Regions from separate parts of the Gossypium hirsutum genome. Here all the other regions are linked to region 1. The links are chromatin contacts, called in public Hi-C maps. All regions are on one chromosome and are shown on one strand. The core of a region is the stretch at or near the end of the contact, and the rest is flanking DNA. Distances in the headings are between cores, read along the strand shown. Region 1 has its middle 52 kb from the start of LOC121205267. Region 2 holds the start of LOC121203152 (peptide chain release factor APG3, chloroplastic). Region 3 has its middle 39 kb from the start of LOC107926882.

Region 1 (4,331 bases), core at 634-3,133:
AATTCATGCCATTACATTTGTTTTATAATGTACATATAATACTAATCAACAAATAATAATAATAACCTCACCTGTAGAATTCAGCAAAGACGTCCTTATCGATGACATATTGCAGCAACTTAACTACCTGCAGAAACAAAACGAATAGCTTAGAACCAATTTCTGGTCCGCACAAATTTGGCGTCAGACGGTCGATAAAGCCACCTTCTCAAGTGTTTCTTCAATGACTTTATCGCTTAATTTCTCACTCCCACCCTTCCTGAGGATATGATCAGCGAAAGATGCCAAAATCTCTGCACTTGGGCTGCCATAAACATTTTTGTTGCAAAATACCTCAAAAGCCTCTTTTAAGGCCTATTGAACATTTCGACAAAGCTTGTGTCAGATGAAATGATTGAACATGATCCATATTAAAAAATTTAGGTATTCCAGCAAACCTTGTGGAACAAATTATGATTTTGAAAGCAGCTGTTCAGATATGTCATATAATTATCATGCAGCTCAAGTATATTCTTTACAAGAACCTGACGATGATGATAACAATATTAATTTTCAACATCTGAAGTGAATCCATGAGTATCCATAGCTTAAAAGTTGGAAATTTTACCTGTTCGTGCCCGCTAGGAGTATTTGAGGCCTGTGAAAATGATTGACTATCAGCATTTAGAGATGGGCACGTTGAGTAGTCGAAACAATAAATTATGTATCATCCATTTTTCACTCAGGTGCATAAACAAAATAATAGATAAAAAAAAGAGAGCCAGGTTTATGCTTAAACATTACTCTTCCTGTTTTGCACTCAATATGTTAGTACAAAAGAATAGATTTGATATCCTCACAAGAATACAAATCTTCAGTAATCCTTACTACAAAACGACATCAGTAATTGTATCCAGCAATTATACTTGTAACTATAAGAGAAGGGCAACAACAAATTAACCTGGTTACTTGCAGCCTCTTCTGCCTGTTGAACAAAGGCTGTACCCTCAATAGTAACATGCTGCAAAAGAAAAAAAAAAACTCAGAAAGAGTCAGTAAAGCTGTGAAGTAACATGAAAAGACGGTCATTTAGCTTGCAGAACAAGTAAACAGAAATTCATACCTGCTTGAATACATTAGCAACAAGATCCAGGCCTTGAGATATTTTATTATAAACCCTGTACGTCCTAGAAAGATCATCCACCTACAGAGCATAAAGTAAGCCAAGTAATTTCCTGATCTACACAGTTACCGAAATAAACAGCGAGAAGAGTAAACATTTCTTGCAAAGAGACAAGGTTGAGCAAATTTTACCTTATCATCTCTAAACAAAACCTTGATCCCTGAATCCTCCTTTTCAAGTAGCTGGTTAACGTATACAACCAACAACTCGTGTTGCACTTTCTACACAAAGGATAAACAGCTATAATTAGAATGCTCTCGGAATTATAGAGCTGTATTCATAGAAACTGTACGTTAACTTGCCTCACATTATTGCGCCTAAAGACAATTCACACAACTTCTATTCTACTATCTTACTGACAACTTTCACACATCAAACAAAATTCATGTATTTCACCTCTTACTTGATCAATTGATAACTCCAAAATATAGTTATTTTAAGATCTATTTACTTTCAAATTCATTCAAGTTCGGGGTGTCTAATAACAAATTCTACAGTAATTTTTTAATTTCTATTTATTGTTCAATTTATTTGAAATAATTCATTTTTGTTAATTTATATGCTAAAATTGATTTTCAGTCCTAAAAGTGCCTAATAAACTCAGAAGAGGAAAGGGATTGAAATGCACACTTTGATGCCTAACGCTGCAACGTCTATGTAGCAAAGGACCTACACGATGTGGACTGATATATTACCATCCTTGGATGCCCCAATTATAATAATTGGACTTTAGAATTCCTCTTGACCCAACTCTTGACCCAGCTCCTAAGTGGGTCAACAAAACTGGATAACCCAACAAGATCGAAAGAGCCCAAATCGTCCATTCGGAAGGAATGAGCCCAAACTGTCCATGAAAACTTGGTAATCAACCAATTCAACCACCAATCAACCATGAGGGAATCAAGCAACTCTTCCCTTGAATCAAGCATAAATCAATTAACATCCTTCCCAAAACAGCATGATCGTCCACCCACCTTCGGCCACCTCTAGAGAGAAAATCAAGGGATTTGGGGCTAAAAATAGCTAGGGGATGTTGGAGCGTTTCTAGTATAAATAAGAAGTCTTTCATCAATCACTCAATCATCCACCATTCATCATCTTTTCTCCTATTTTTCACTCCACTTAAGTAAGTTTGAGCGTTTGATCGAATCGAATGAAAAAAATTCGAGTTAATTGAGTTGATAAATCTTATTTTATCATCCTAACTCGATTTGAATTTTTTTTAATCAAGTTGAGTGAGATGAAATTCAAATCAAATCGAATCGAATATATTTGTTCGAAAATTAAAAAATAACTTTGGGTTCTTGTAGCTACTTTCACCTACCATAATCAAATTTGCCTACCGTAATCAAATTTGTTATTAGCTTTCACCCACTCATAATTTATTTATTAATATTTTATATACAGGTTAACTTTTTTGCTTACTTAGTTGCTTCAATTATTTTCTGATTCTGGTTATCATGTATTTGAAAATTAAAAAATATATTAAATATAAAAAACGTGTTTTTTTAATAAAATTTATTTAAAAATAAAATATGAAATTGATACAAAAAAAAATTAACTGAATATTTTATGTCATCATCAATAATTCAATTTTTTACAGAAATTGATAAAAATTTAGCATGATTAAACAATTCAATAATATAAATAGTAAAAAAATGTGAAATTTAATTCAATAATATAAGTAATAGACATAAATTTGAAAAAAAATTGGGGTTTAGGAGGAAGTAAAAGTTTTGAGGAAAAGCAAAAGGGGAAAAAGTTTTGGGAGGTTAAGAGGAGTAAAAAATTTAAGAGTTTGAGGGAAGTAAAATTTTTGAGACGAAAGTATTGGAGAAAGTAAAAGGAAAATGGTTTTTGGCGTTTGGGGATGTAAAATTTTGGGGGGAAAGTAAAAAGGTGTGACTTTTGAGATGGGGTTTGAGGGGAAAAGGAAGTAAAATATTTGATATTTAGTTTATTCGAATTATTCGGGTTACTCGAATTTAAAAATTTAACTCGAAATTTGAAAAATAAATTCGAATTAATCTGATTAATTCGATTCAAATGATTCAAAATTCGAACTTTTTTTCGATTTTTTTGAGTCAAATCGAATTTTGCTCACCCTCACACTTAAAAGAGCATTGAAAGATTTTAAGAGCAGTCAATTTTCATCAATATTGAGAATTTGAGCTTAGTAGTCACGACAAGAAGAGAAGAAAGGAGGAGCAAAGTGAGATGTGCCATAGAAATCCACTGGAATCAGCTTAGTAATTATTCTCGTTCCCTTTAATCTTTTATTTTTTGTTCAATTCAAGAAATATGATTGCAACTTAAGTTTTCTGCTTTTAATGTAATCACGATTGCTTAATTTTTTTAGTGTTAAAATGATTTCAATTCCTTAGCTTAAATTATTTACTCTGTTGAAAATGTTCTGTGCATTTGATTAATTTACTCATTCAAATAAAATTATGAACATGTTTCTCATGCATTATGACTATAGGGAAGCAGTTGAATTATTTATTTAATCTAAACAAGATTGTAATTAATTGACACAATATTTGAATGGTGCATGTTTGTTCATTTAATGATTGAGTTAGTAACAATATTAGACAATATTGTTACCTTGCATAATTCCTTTATGATGTGTACTTATGAAATTGTAAAGTTGATTAAATATAAAAATATGCTAGAGAAACTAAGTATAATATTATAACTTTAGCAATTAGGATTAGTAAATTATTAATTTTGCCATGGAATCTCTGTAATATCATTTAACATTGTCTTAATAATTCTAAGTGAGGAAGAGTAATTATTCTAGCACATGCATGTCATTGTGATTTACTCTTAAAAACTTGCTTGCTTAATTATTCTGTGATACATTTTATCTGCATACTTAGATTTATTTTAATTAATTTAGTTAGTAAATTCATCACACTCTTATTTATTTTGCCACAAACCAACTTGCTAAGTGTTAATTTTGCAATTATTGATTCACATTTATAGTGTTTGTAGATACGATAACTCTTACTTACTACTTTATTACTTATAAACGACTGTGTACTTGCACATAATCTTCCTGAGACATTACAGTAAACAATTTTACAATTTATTTAAGGATAAGAAAAAGTGCATAAATAAGCTGTTAGCGTTGTGTGACATAATTTCTAAGAGATTACTTACAAGTAAA
Region 2 (4,331 bases), core at 1,005-3,504, 340 kb before region 1:
GAATGCCCAAACTTTTTTGGAAAAATCATTAATAAAAATTAGCATATAATTAGCTCCACCTCTCAAAGGCACTTTGGATGGCCTCCACAAATCAGAATGAATATACTCCAACGTTCCCTTCGTGTTATGGATTCCTCTGGTGAATCGAACTCTCTTTTTCTTCCCAAAAACACAGTGCTCACAGAACTTTAGTTTGCAAATTCCTTGCCCATCAAGAAGTCCTCTTTTGCTCAATTCTGCCATGCCATTCTCACTCATATGCCTAGGCGCATATGCCAAAGTTTAGTAATATCATCATCAGACAAGGAAGAGGAAGCGACAGCTGCATCACCAGTAACAATAGAACCCTGCAAAACATATAACTTGGTAGCCTCCTTTTTAATCTTGTTCTGTAGCTTATAGCACTCAGATTTAATGTGCCCTTTTTTCTTGCAGAAGTTACAATTTTACCACTATTTTAAGACTTCGATCTACCCTTAGGTTTACTGCGAGGATTTTGTTCCTGTGTCCTTCCATGATCATCATCAGCATTCCGATCTTGTCTCCCACGAACAATGAGACCCTCTCCCTGAGAGTCGGGTTTGACCACAAGATGCTTCATCTTATCATACGAGGTCAAAGAATCATAAACCTCACCAACTGTGAGAGACTCGTGGCTATATAAAATCGTGTCTCTAAAGGTTGAATAAGACGGAGGCAACGAACAAAGTAGAATCAACCCTAGATCTTCCTTATCATACTGAACCTCCATGGCCTCCAAGTTTAAGTGAATTTCTTTAAACATTGTTAAGTGTTCGTGTACAGCCACACCTTCCTCCAAACGATGAGCATAAAGATGCTGCTTCATATACAACTTGCTTGTTAGAGTTTTCGACATACATATTTGTTCTAGCCTCTTCCATAATGCTGCGGCGGTTTTCTCCTTCATCACATCCTGCAAAATTTTGTTAAACAAATACAGATGTAATTGTGTTAACGCCTTTCAATCCTTACACTTCTTCTCTTCATCTGTTAATGTCAAAGACATTTTATCTATCCCTAGCAGGGCATCCTCTAGATCCATCTGCGCAAAAACTACTTGTATCTTAATATGCCACAACACAAATCTGGTGTTGCAATCCAATAGCGGAATTTCATACTTCAAAGACACTATTACAGTGATCAAGATGAACTACCCGGAAGCTTTGATACCAATTTGAGAAAAAGAAAAGAAAAGAAAATAAAATAAAGAACACACAGATTTTACGTGGAAACTCTTTCGGGAAAAAAACACGGGTAAAGGAGAAAAAAATTCACTATGTCGAATTCGAATGATTACAAAAGGAATAGATTATGTCTATTTATATGCTTGTAAAACCATATTCTAGTAAGATTGAAACACCTTATTCTAATCAATATAAAATATATGAAGTTTAATAAGGTTTAAAAAACCTTATTCTAAAATAAAATAAAAGAAGTATAGTTCTATATGGATTTTACTTTTATTTTATTTTACCACTGTATTTTATTTAAATAAAGATTCGAGTCATTTAATTCTAACAACAATTAGCAAACTTCTACCCTTTACAGGCCATTACATTTAGGAACCCAACTCACCATGAATGAATAACAAAATATTATATCAATGGCCACATAAGCTGGTTTTCGGTGCTAACAACAACATAATTTGGTTTAGAGTTTGAAAAATAGCAATAATATTACAAATAAAAGCACTAAAAGCCATGTTTTTCTCTCCTCCCTCATTGCATCCTCCAATGTCTTCACTTTTTTCAGAAGACCCAACAACACAATTTGTGAACGGGGCGTCAATGGTGGATTAAACCAGGTGAAAAAATAACATGGTTTTTGAAACCCATTCCCAAACTTCTTACACCCCAAAACCTCCTACCTGGGTTGTCATTGGACCAAGACATATTTAATTTGGTTGGGTTTTCACAATAGCACACTGATATCACGGTCGGCATCTCCATTTTTTCTCTTCTTCTTCTTTTTCTTTTACTGCTTCAACCCTAAATTGGTGCTAAATAGGCTATTTAAATTGGTGCTAACTAACCAGTTGGACGACTAATGACACCAATCAATTCGTCATTTGTTATGTTACTTTGCCGTTACGTCTGTAATAAAAAATGATTAAAAGTACTATTTTATTACTTTTCTAAAATTGAATGACAGAAATAAAATTTAACTATTTTATCATGTAACCAAAGTTGGTTACTATTAATATAAATTACCCATTTAAAATATTGATTCACTCACTATTATTTATACACACGTTTGGTATTTACTAGAAAAGGCAAAAGCATGGAACATTATCAGTTGGAGTCTTAGTTGAGTTTGCTAAAGCCACCGTGTCTATTCCGTAGCCGCTCGGTCACAGCCCTTCAATTTCGCTTGCTCTCTCACATTTTATCCGCCATATCCATAGTTAATTCAAGCATAGTTCATCTCAAAGATACATTAGCAGCAACCGCAGCAATGAACTGCGTTGCAATGAGCTCCACAGCTCGATTATTCACTACCTTCAACGACTTTTCAGTTCGACGCGGTTTTACGCCTCAGTCAAGATGTTTGAGAGTGGCCAGACCTTGGCCTAGATCCAGAGCTTCGAGAATCGTTTGTATGGCGGTGCGTTCAACAAAAACTTCTTCTTTTTAATTTGATGAAAAGCAGAGCTGAGATTTCGATAAAATGAACTTCTTGTTGGTTATTGTTTTGGATTTTTTTTTCTTGCAGGAGCCGTATCTGATAACGAAACTGGAATCTGCGGAGAAGACGTGGAAGGAATTATCGGTATAGTTCTTATTTTTTCTTTCTTTTGTAGGTAATAAGTTTCGATTATGTGAAAAAAAAGTGTTTTCAGTTGTATGTTAGTCAAAATTTTTGTCTATCCAAGGTTTCTCTACCTTAAGCATGAAAATATTGTTCTCCATGCCGTAAATAGTGTCTTAATTCAATTGTTTAGTAAGGTTTCTGTTTCTCTAAACAATGAGACTGTAGGTTAGGCTAGCTGATCCAGATGTTGTCTCGAATCCCACTGAATACCAAAAACTGGCTCAGTCTGTGTCGGAACTCGATGAGGTACTGGATTTCATTTTGCTTTCTTAGCTGGCTGCTGAGCTTTATCTCTTTCGTTGCTAATTGGCCTTTCCATTTATGTTCTATTTTCTTGGTGGATAGGTTGTATCAACATTCAGGAGATTTAAAGAATGTGAGAAGCAGTTAGAGGAGGCCAAAGGTAATTTTGACAATCATCATCATCTTGTTTAAAATGTTTTACTATAAGATAAAAGCTTGTGGATCCTTTTTTTCTTATTTTTACAGTAATTCTTTTTCAGCTTTATCTGAAGAGGAGGGCACTGATGTAGATATGGCTGAGATGATAGCATCTGAAATCAGCTCTCTATCTGGTCAACTTAAAGAGCTTGAGGAGAAGCTTAAGGTTTTCTCCCAATGCCTTAAGTTTTATCTCACCATCTCTATAATTGTTTTCCATATCTAGGAGCCACTTTCCCACTGAATAACTTGTGTTCTATCGTCTACTTAGTCAAGTGTATGATTAGAAGTTTTAATCAGTTTTCTTTGCATTACGAAAAGTTTTATTGAGTTCCAACAATATGGAATGAGATTGATATTGATTGCATATTTTATATAATACTTCCCATTGATGAGCATTAACCAATATTGAGCCTTATTGTGGAATGTATCTTATTATTGCTGCTTATGTTATTTTTGGTTTTGCTCCCTCTATCTGGTCTCTCAAGCTACTATATTGCTTCTATGTGGGCAGGTGCTACTGCTTCCAAGTGATCCTCTTGATGCAAGAAATATAATGCTTGAAGGTATCTATATCATCTTAATCTTGTTGAGAAGATAATTTAGTAACTTGATTTCTAGGTTGGAAAACTTTCAGGCTGTAGCTTTGCTATCCTTCAAATATGTGCTGCATTTTGAGCAATAATTCATGTCAAAAATTAATTCCTCTTCAATGGATAGTTCTGTGTATTTAAGCGTTTGTCTGCATACAAGTTGTACTTTCCATGTCATATGGATTATAGTTTTAGATGCAGAGTCTAATGTAATTGCCTTCTTATTGCCACTTTAATGAACTATGCTTGTCTTCTTTCCAGTGAGGGCAGGTACTGGTGGTGATGAGGCTGGAATTTGGGCCGGTGATCTTGTAGGTACATGTTTCTTTATCCTTTCAGATTTATGGCTTGGAATCATGCCCTATCAGTACTTCAAATATTTTAAATCAGTCTAAAAACAGTTGTTAGCCTGACATAGAAGCAGAAAGAAAACATATAGAAAAAAATTTCTGGTGTTGCAACAAG
Region 3 (4,331 bases), core at 996-3,495, 270 kb after region 1:
TTTTCTGGGTAGCATTGAAAACACAAAATGATATAAATTTTCTGACAATATGGAAGTTTTTGTTGTATGTAAATAGGTAAGGAGGGGGAGCAGATAGAGCTGAAATTTATAGTTTGGCATTCTCTTCGAATGTCCAGTGGTTATCGGTTTCAAGTGATAAAGGAACCGTCCATGTGTTTGGCCTTAAGTTCAATGCTGGATCTCCGGGCAGCGTCAGGTCACAAAGTGCATCCGAGCCGCCCCATTCGTCTCTTTCTTCTATCAGAGGTAAAGTGTCCCCTCCTGCCATTAGATGCTGCAAACGGCCATGACTCTCTTTTATCTCTGAACTATGTTCTCTGCAAATGGAAGAAAAACATCATGACAATTGCTCTTTACCTCGTTTTTCTTTTTATCTCTGAGATTCGTATCACCTATGCCTGGGAAACAACATTACGACTTTCAGTTGGATGATGAGTATGATCCTGCTGGGGAATTAGTAATCTAATTGTGGGGTAACCAGCTTGTGTCAAACCTAGCTTCTAGTAAGTTGGCATTTAAGATTTTGTGAGTGTTGTGATAAGCATATGATCTGGCTTTCTACCTATAGGAGAGTTATCCCAGTACTTGAGCCAGCAGAGAAACTAACACTTGAAGCTGAATGTGACAACTAACAAGATTGTCTCTAATATATATCTATGGCGCATTTGAGGCAATCCTTTTGGTTTTCGGGAATCAACTATTGTAAGCATCTATCTAAGCTACATTTCTGCTTGCAGGAGTGTTACCCAAGTATTTTAGTTCAGAGTGGTCAGTGGCTCAGTTCCGTCTGCTTGAAGGTTCTCAATACATTGTTGCTTTTGGTCACCAAAAGAATACTGTTGTCATTCTTGGCATCGATGGAAGGTAAGAAAAAGAAACTTAAACTGACAGAGATATCAAATCTTTGAAGCATGCTTTGATAAATTTCTCAATGACCTTCACATAAACTAACATTTATGTAGCTTTGGTAGTATTTTATGACTTGAGGCGTTTGAAGCTTGCTTTGGTAAATTTCTCAATGACCTTCACAAACTAGCTCTTCACTTGTTTGCTGCAACTTCTTTTCCTTTTTGGTTTTTGGTGAAGGAGAGATAATAAAAAGGTTAACTACAATACCACGGGTATTCTTGAGACCATTCTGAAGGATTGGGGATGCTCTCATAATAATCTTAAATGGCCTTTAAGATTCCTTTGTGAGATTGGTAATAAATTATTAACCTCTTAACCATTTCCGCCAAGATGATAAGTTTCCCTTGCCAAACAGAATTTCACTAAACTATTATTAGTTAGTTTACATTTTAATCACTCAACTTTAAAAAGTTACAAATGGACTTTAAACTATTCGAAAGTTTTTATTTAAGTAATTGGATTGTTAAGTTATTATTATTATTTTTTAAATAGCTAGCGAGCTTCAAGCGATGATTCGACGATTGGTATGATTGAATAGTAGCCATCGACAAGTAGAGTCACTCTAATGGTTAGTATCGAAAATTGGAGAAGAAAGTTGTTTGGATTTTAATTTGTAGATTTATGGCATTCAAAGTTGTTTAAAAAGAGTTTTTGATTGGTGTAGGTAGTGCGAACAAAAAAGGTCAGACAACATTAGTTTTTATAGCCCAGTGACTTAGCCGAAAACTTTTGAATAGTTTAGCAATCATTTTTTAATTTTTGAAGTTAAGTGATTAAAATGTAAATTTAATAATAGTTTAGTGATCTTCGGTGTCATTTACCCATAACAAAAAAGCTCTAAAATGTGCAAAATGATTATGAATACAACTTCTACAGAAGCCAGTTTGACCCAGTGAATGGTGGGGAAATGACTCGGCTGGAATATCACAACTTTGTGAAACCAGATGAAGCTTTCTGAAGACTTTCTATTTCACTCTTTCCCCATAATTCACCTAATTTATTATGTAATTTGTAAATAAATAAGTATAGCTTGTAAAGTTTCTTACTGCTTGCTCACCTGTTCATGATTTAATTCCAATTGTTTTGTAATCCTATATTAAGGGTATTGCTTATTTTAGTTTTGAGGCTGAATAATTAGTTTAAGTGTGAAAAAAGTTCCTTTTTCTTCAATTAAATATATATATATTGGTCGTAAAGGTTTGTTCATATATATATATTGGTCGTAAAGGATTATGTCACTAGTTCATTGAGTTGTTGGACCTCTAAAGTCTAAACCTGAGTTGAGGTATGGCTTAGCCTTATCCGTAGGCCTTACAGGCTTATTGGACTTGTCATTAATAGTATACCACATACAATGTAATAAATTTTATTTATGCTAGAGGGTGCTTATCCCCCCCCCCTTTTTTTTACGTTAAAATTTCAATTTAGCTTTTAAACGTTAAAATTTTAATTAATTAAATTCTTTAATTGTTAAAATTAACGATTAATTGATTGCACAGAGAAAATTGATATTTAATATTTAAAATCATTAAAATTATAAAAAAATTAAATAAATTATAGAAAAGTGCAAAATATTATAAAAATTATAGTAAAAGACAATTATTAAAAATCCAAAAAATTAATAAATTTTTTAAAAAATGATATAAATTTAAAAAATAAAAAATGAACAATTTATTAAAATATAGAAATTATTAAAAATTAATAAGATAAAATAAAAAAGATTATAAAATTAAAAAATGTATGAAAAATTATATAAAAACCATTATTTATTTGCACGCTAATCATTGTTAGCACTAAATCATTTATTAAAAATTATAAAATATTTATTAAATCTCTGAAATTATTTGTTGTGTTCATCCATCATGGATTCCAACGCTTGAATCCCGTGTCCATTGTTGATGAAAAAGGAATGTTTTGAGATGCAAACTTGGAACACCTTATGCTCGACCCAATCGTTAGGTCTGAATTACAGGATGCTGCATTTTTTCTCGGAGCAACTCCAATCACACTTTTTATTGATTCAACATTTTATATTCACTAACAAGTTCATTACATCATTATATTGTAATATATAATCTTGTTTAGGGATTATTCGAGCTTACGAAAGCTCTTTCAATAACCCGAGGCCATTAGAGGACTAAAATGTAAAGTCTCCAAACTTTATCGAGCTGGCATCATGACTTCAGAGGTGTAATGTTGCGACTTTGAAAACAGTGAGTTGACGTCACGACTTCAAACAGTAGATGTCGTGACGTTGAAGGTTGGTGTTGCGATATCCATGGAGTGGTGTTTCGACTTCGAAGGTAGACATCAACAACTTAAACATCCTTAATTTTCAACCTGGTAGAATATAAAACATAATTGGTCCTAAGACCCAAAAGGTATTCAACTCAATATCATATATGATCAATTACATATTTCAAATCATGAAAATATTAACCATTCATATACCATACAATATTATATATCTATTACTCAAAGACACCTAATTGACCATTTATAACCTTAAAGCAGTTCAAACCTAGGTACATGTAGTAAAATACTATATAAACTTTGTTGAGTTGAGAGCTGCGAATTGAATGTTGAATTCACCTCTCGGGACTTTAAGATCCACCTATACCTACGCACGGAATAAACAAACCGTGCATTGAGCAATAAACCTCAATAGTACTTTCATGATTCAAGTCAATATAACACAAACATTAACCAATTGAATAGAATCAATTCAATATCAATCTTTAGCTATTTCACATAAACTTTCATACAAAAGCTTCCACTAACATATGAACTATGCATATATTGATTGGCTGTTTAACGTCACAGCAATAATGTGCAAGCTAACACTGTTGATGCAAGTCTAATAGACAGATATGAGTTTGCTGGATATCGATCTCACGAGGATGGTTGTCTTTTGTCTATCAATGTCAGTGTAATAAATAGATAGAAACAAGATAAATTGTGAGAGTAGTTGTCAAAGCAATAACTTAAAAACAATAAGATAAATATGATAATGATAAACTGGGATCCCCAACGTGAATATTCAACAGAATACTAAGTGCTCACAAGGTATAAACGGATAGGTGATTATCGATGCATTAAATTGCAATGAATATCTTACCAAGCTTAACTTCTATATTTAATTTAAGACTTAAACATGCACATTAACCACACCTTCTGATGATGGAAATGGAACACTATTAAGAACAAGTGGATTAAATTCCTCTAATCCTCAAGCAATTTCTATTGTCATGCTTGTTAGCTTGAACTGTCGCTGCACTTTCCAGTGTCAGTGACCGCAATAACATTTCCATGCTAAAAACATTCAAACCCAAAGATTAAACAGTAGAAGCAAGATTGAATAAAATAACATTTAACCCAGAAATCATGTGTACTTTCGTACA

Evidence for each region. Hi-C and Micro-C count contacts between places; a contact is called where the count stands out from the background.
Region 2: a Hi-C map of leaf shows a contact between it and region 1, with 3 times the contacts expected there. The contact joins the promoter of LOC121203152 here to the enhancer-like site in region 1. A contact is called at or near these places in 9 of 34 Hi-C or Micro-C datasets (hypocotyl, leaf and petal).
Region 3: a contact with region 1 is called in a Hi-C map of leaf, with 2.4 times the contacts expected there. The contact joins two enhancer-like sites. A contact is called at or near these places in 2 of 34 Hi-C or Micro-C datasets (both in leaf).

Annotation. Positions count from the first base shown.
Region 1 is chrA08:93,672,653-93,676,983 of Gossypium_hirsutum_v2.1, forward strand. It overlaps the pseudogene LOC107940489. Among protein-coding and RNA genes, the nearest start is that of LOC121205267, 52 kb to the left of the region's middle. Within about 2 kb of position 1,884, at least 3 of the 9 cell types and tissues checked have an H3K27ac peak or open chromatin away from gene starts, as enhancers often do. A contact at or near this core is called in hypocotyl and leaf, where this site is marked.
Region 2 is chrA08:93,328,956-93,333,286 of Gossypium_hirsutum_v2.1, forward strand. It overlaps LOC121203152 (peptide chain release factor APG3, chloroplastic), which reads left to right and starts at 2,255. Exons shown (of 15, transcript XM_041075894.1): 1 at 2,255-2,625; 2 at 2,734-2,790; 3 at 2,998-3,078; 4 at 3,178-3,235; 5 at 3,336-3,439; 6 at 3,788-3,839; 7 at 4,128-4,177. The coding sequence starts at 2,476.
Region 3 is chrA08:93,940,101-93,944,431 of Gossypium_hirsutum_v2.1, forward strand. It overlaps the pseudogene LOC121204506. Among protein-coding and RNA genes, the nearest start is that of LOC107926882, 39 kb to the left of the region's middle. Within about 2 kb of position 2,246, at least 3 of the 9 cell types and tissues checked have an H3K27ac peak or open chromatin away from gene starts, as enhancers often do. A contact at or near this core is called in leaf, where this site is marked.